Regions from separate parts of the Salvelinus alpinus genome. Here region 1 is linked to region 2. The links are chromatin contacts, called in public Hi-C maps. All regions are on one chromosome and are shown on one strand. The core of a region is the stretch at or near the end of the contact, and the rest is flanking DNA. Distances in the headings are between cores, read along the strand shown. Region 1 holds the start of e2f7 (E2F transcription factor 7). Region 2 holds the start of LOC139533737 (fish-egg lectin-like).

Region 1 (2,805 bases), core at 94-2,593, 150 kb before region 2:
CTCAGAGCCTGGTTCCTCTCTAGGTTTCTTCCTAGGTTCTGGCTTAGAGTTTTTCCTAGCCACCGTGCTTCCACATCTGCATTGCTTGCTGTTTGGGGTTTTAGGCTGGGTTTCTGTACAGCACTGAGATATCAGCTGATGTAAAAAAAAAAAAAAAAAGGGCTTTATAAATCTATTTGATTGATTGATTTTGTTCATGTGAGAAAGAATCTTATTTCAAGACTCTCCAGGCATGTCATATAACGGTGCTACAAATTCACGAAAAGAGGAATTGACTCTGAAGATGGTTTCTGAGTGTCTCTTCAATAAGGATTCATAATAAATAATAATAAAGGAATTGAAGGGTTCATTTGACTTGGAATCAAAACATACCTTCTGATCATTTCTGCCTCCAACTTCCTCCATGTCTGCTTTGCTCTTCTTTGGACTGATGAGATCTCTCAAAGCTAGACATTCAACTTCCATCTGAAAAACAATTAGCCATATCATATTAATTTGTCTCTGAACTGTGCAGAAAGGTCATTATTTAGTTTCATACAGTCATATTTCAGTCACTACTTTGCTATAGCCAAATGCAGCAAATAGATCGATCTATTACAGGGCCATAAGATATCAGTGGTCAGAAGATTTTGGCGCAAAGACCTTAGCCCACCTAACGTTAGCTGATGACTCTAGCTAGCTAACAAGCTAGCTATCTACTATCACATCTAATTCTGACACGTTCAGTACTGAATACTGCTACTGTAAAAGTCCTGATGGCAAGACGAATACACAATAAATAGCTAAATTGTAGCTATAGTACACAATGGAAACACTTTACCAAAAAAATGATGCAATCTTGGGAAGTATTTTCTTGGGGCAAATTGAGTATTAATACTGATCCATTCAACGTGACACTTAGCTAGCTAAAAGCTACCAGGTTGCAAGACAAAAAGTATATATACTGTTAATCAATAAATAAAACATGTCTATTTACTTAATACATACATACCTAACTACATTATTTACCTGCTGGCTGTCATCTAACTTACTGTAGCTAGGCTAGCTAACGTTAGTGATTATTATTTACTCACCTTCTTCAGCGTTTCCTACGTAACGTAAGAAGATAAAGTTGTCAATACCAACGTACAGTATCTCTAATTGCACAGACTTACTGGTGGTACGTTGTTTAACTCAAATCAACATAACTTTCATTTCTTAAATAAGCGGGCTTTCTTCTAATATCCAGCTGTAAAGTTTCTCCTGTCCCGCTAAAGTTACTTGTGTTGGAATTGCATTACTCAACAGGAATAGCTACAACCAAAAACACCCGCTAAAGCATTTTTTTCTGGCGCTCATGTGTTTCACTCAGTCGAGCCAATCAGCATCTAGATGTTGTGACGCGTACAATTGATTTATCCAATAGGCAAGGGGCAACAACCACGCCTCTAAAGATTTCTTGGCGGGGCAGTCCGCGCGGACTTGACTGGGAGTCATGCTGTTCAGTTTGACTGCTGCTGTTCATGGTGTTTGAGTGGCATAGCCGCGCACTTAGAAACCCTATTAATAACCTTAATCACAGAGGCGTTGTTGTTGCATGTATCGACTACGGACCCACTGCGGTTCCCTCTAATTAGCTTGCGTGGCTCAGGGAAACAGATGGGACAGGAGTGGGTGGCGCTCATTCTACCTGTGACACCGCGCGAAAAGTTGTAAACTGAGTAGCCCAATACCCAGGGTCCCGCCCTCAGGCTTTCCCAGTCCCTCGAGTTGTCCGGGTTATCACATAATCCCCGCCCAATATTTCAAGACGGTTTACTTTGAAAAATGTAGGTTTATAAAAATAATATATAATTCATATTATTGATTTATTTGCACAAAAAAAACAGAATGTTTTTCAGATACATGGGATTGCATATTTAATGTATTAGCAATTATTGTATTGTAAATGTAAACAGTGCAAAATTAGGAATGGAGAACAATTGGCTATTGATTGGTCCTGGTTGCCTATGCTATATCTCTGTTTTCAGAGAGATAGCATCTTCCCAAAGCACCTGAAACCCCGCCTCTTCAAAGAGTATTTTAAATAATCCCCCTCCTAAACCTCACCCCCCAAAAAAACTTTCCTGAAGCAACACTTGCTCTTGAACCCCCCCCTTCTAGCTCTGGCTTTGCTTATAGCTACTTTACTGAGGGAAAGTGTACTTACTATGACTGTGATATGTGGTTGTCCCACCTAGCTATCTTAAGATGAATGCACTAACTGTAAGTCACTCTGGACAAGAGTGTCTGCTGAAGGACTAATATGTAAAATGTGCAATGTTGCATTCTCTGCATGAACAGGGTGGATGGCAACATACTTTCAACAACAATGTGGATTTGAAACCTGTTGTTCTCTCTCTGAGAAGCTCTATTTGTCACTCAAAGAGCTGATCGTAGGCTATGTAACTGGATCCATTACAGTAGATAGCCCATTCTGCTTAGTAATCACAAGTGTGTCTGTCTGTCTTACCAAGGCAGTGTTGTGACATTGCCTTTTGTTTAAAATAAAAACCGTAGGATTACTTTGTTGTGAAGCATCGTATTCAATGTCCTCTGTGAAGTTATCATTACTTGCATCTTATTATATGAAGTTTACTTAGGGAGAGAGTTTGTTTACTGGCAACAAGAGTTATTGCCCACCTCTTTGGGTATAGATCATTCAGAGGCTCATAAATGTTACCCATTAAATGTCACATCAGATTTCCCCTCTGCACCAATATTAGAATCCACAAATTGTTCTAGCATCTTTGATACATTCTAAAATAACATTCATATTGAACTCCA
Region 2 (3,107 bases), core at 434-2,933:
TCATGTTCGTTGTTTGTTATTTTTGTTAGTTCGTTCAGTGTTCTCTTTTCTAAATAAATTCAAGATGAACACTTACCATGCTGCATATTGGTCCTCTCTTTCTCCCAACGAAGATCGTGACACTATATGACCTAGTGTGGCCTAGCCTGAACCACTTAAACCATCCCAAGACCATTATTTCTCCACCACCAAACTTTACAGTTGGCAATATGCATTCGGGCAGGTAGCTATCTCCTGGCATCCGCCAAACCCAGATTCATCCGTCGGACTGCCACCTCAATTACCTCGACTAAGCTGTGCCCTTCCCCCACACACACACACATTGACTCTGTACCGGTACCCCCTCTATATAGCCTCGCTACTGTTATTTTACTGCTGCTCTTTAAATATTTGTTTTTAAATTTTTACTTATCCATTTTTTACTTAATACTTATTTATTTCAACTGCATTGTTGGTTAAGGGCTTGTAAGTAAGCATTTCACTGCTTGACCGAAATAAAAAGTGTGCCTGTTAACTACACTCTGCTCTCCTGCACCTGACTTCGCCTCCGATACACAGCATTTCACTGTAAGGTCTACACCTGTTGTATTCGGCGGATGTGACAAACACAATTTTATTTTATTTTATTTGAGATGGTGAAGCGGGATTCATCACTCAAGAGAAGGCGTTTCCACTGCTCCAGAGTCCAATGGCGGCGAAATTTACACCACTCCAGCTGACGATTGGCATTACGCATAGTGATCTTAGGCTTGTGTACGGCTGGTCGGCTATGGAACCCATTTCATGAAGATCCCAACGAACAGTTCTTGTGATGACATTGCTTTCAGAGGCAGTTTGGAACTCAGAAGTGAGTGTTGCAACCGAGGACAGACTATTTTTACCCGCTACACACTTCAGCAGTTGGCAGTCCAGTTCTGTGAGCTTGTTTGGCCTACCACATCGCGGCTGAGCCGTTGATGCTTCTAGGTGTTTCCACTTCACAATAACAGCACTTATAGTTGACCGGGGCAGCTCTAGCAGGGTTGACCCTCTTCAGTAAGGCCAATGTTTGTTTATGTAGATTGCATGGCTGTTGGCTTGATTTTAGACACCTGTCAGCAACGGTAGTTGCTGAAATAGCTGAATTCACAAATTTGTAGTTGTGTCCACATACTTTGTATATAGAGTATAGCTTGAAGAAGATTTTAAAAGAGAAATGGGCAAATATTGCACAATATAGGTGTGCAAAGCTCTTATGAGACTAACCCAAGAAGACTGTAATCGCTGCCAAAGGTGTTTTTACCATGTATTGACTTGGGGGGGGGGGGACGTATATAATCGAGGTACATTTGTGTTTTATATTGCGTTAATTTAAAAGAATATCAGTTTTCTTTCACTTTGACACTACAGAGTATTTTGTGTAGATGGTTGACAAAAAATTGCTATTATATCTGTTTTAATCCCACTTGGTAATAAAAAATGTGAAGAAATCGAAGGTGAGTGTGGACTTTGTATTGGCACTGTATTTCAAAATGTAAACATAGGAAATGCATATTACAATGTAAACACAGAAAACATGAGAAGAACAAAGGAATGATCTTTGTCATCAGGTGACATTAACACAACTTTCCTCTCTCCCGGACACCGGACACCATCAAGTCTTCGTTTAACAGGTGGAACAGGAACCCATCATTGGTGAAAGGTATGTGCAGGGCTATAAAAGCTCAGTCTTGGAAGGGGACAATTGAAGTCTGGTGTACAACCAAACTTATACTGTAGATCTACAGAGACATCATGAGAGTCACTGCAGCCGTCCTACTGGTCCTCTGTCTCCTGGCCGTCAGTCATGGTAAGTTACCATCATCTGAAACATGCTTGCTCAACTTGGAGTTGATGAAGTTTGCTCCATAATGTCATCCTCCTTTTTCTTGGTGTACTCTACTCATATGTGTTTGTCTCCATAGCATGGGACTGTCAGGAGGTAGTAAACATCAAGAATCTGATGCAGATCGATGCAGGACTGGGGCAAGTGGTTGCTACGGACACAAGTCAAATCCCCTACTACCTGGTAGGTGATAAATGGATCCGCCTGCCTGGTTCTCTGAAGCATATCACTGTAGGACCAGCAGGGATCTGGGGTGTCAACAAGGCAGACTCAATCTACAAGTATGTGGCCGGTAACTGGGTGCAAGCTGCCGGTAAGTGGAAAGCATTACTCAATATTTATCCAGACGACACCTTCTTTTTAGCTTTCCTGATATCATCAGGCTGTTGATTTTTTTTTAAATTGTAACTTGTAGGTCATTTGGCAGTACTCACAGATATGTGCTCCTTGTTTGCTTGTCCGTCCGTCTGTCTGTCTTTGTGGTCTTCAGGCCTTCTGAAACAGTTGGATGCTGGAGGTGCACAGTTTATTGTGGGGGCTAACATGGACGATACTCCATTCTGTCTGACACGTAGTGCCACAGTTGGCTACAAGGGTCCAGGCTCACCCCTTCCATGGACAGGATTGCCAGGAGCTGTGAAGTACTACAGTTGTGGACCCTTTGGGTGCTGGGCAGTCAACAAGAATGATGATATCTTCTTAATGAGTGTAAGATCTGGGAAAGAGTGTGAGAGCTGGAGCAGAGTAGTAGAGGATGGAGAGTGTCAGTTATTCCAAAACTGTTTCATATTATAACTGTTCAAATGGTCCTAAAACCCTGATTGAATCTGTTTTTCCAGCTGAATCAAGACTGCCAAAACAACGGGTGGAGTCACATTGATGGCAAGCTTTCCATGATTGAGGTGGCAACTGATGGTAGTGTCTTTGGGGTCAACTCTGCGGGTGATGTTTTTACCAGGTAAGGATGCTACTGAACTATGTGTATAATAATGGTATACCTTTAATTATAATTCTTATCCTTACTGTACATGCTTTGTGAAGCTCTTTACACAACAACTAAAATACTGTAGATACATAAATAAAATCAGTCAAATATAATCAGATCTAAACTTATAGGACTTATAAAGAAATGTATAGACATTGTATGATAAAATATGTAAAAGTGGGATGTCTTGTAAAGCTACAGTTTGTGATAGAAACAACAACTTCCCAGACACCCCACCACTTGTTTTGGTAAACAGCT

What was found. Hi-C and Micro-C count contacts between places; a contact is called where the count stands out from the background.
Region 1: a contact with region 2 is called in a Hi-C map of muscle, with 2.8 times the contacts expected there. The contact joins the promoter of e2f7 here to the promoter of LOC139533737 in region 2. A contact is called at or near these places in 2 of 3 Hi-C or Micro-C datasets (liver and muscle).

What each region holds. Positions count from the first base shown.
Region 1 is chr11:21,663,401-21,666,205 of SLU_Salpinus.1, reverse strand. It overlaps e2f7 (E2F transcription factor 7), which reads right to left and starts at 1,343. Exons shown (of 13, transcript XM_071332061.1): 1 at 1,155-1,343; 2 at 373-465. The coding sequence starts at 465.
Region 2 is chr11:21,516,668-21,519,774 of SLU_Salpinus.1, reverse strand. It overlaps LOC139533737 (fish-egg lectin-like), which reads left to right and starts at 1,683. Exons shown (of 5, transcript XM_071332054.1): 1 at 1,683-1,828; 2 at 1,944-2,177; 3 at 2,355-2,572; 4 at 2,704-2,822. The coding sequence starts at 1,774.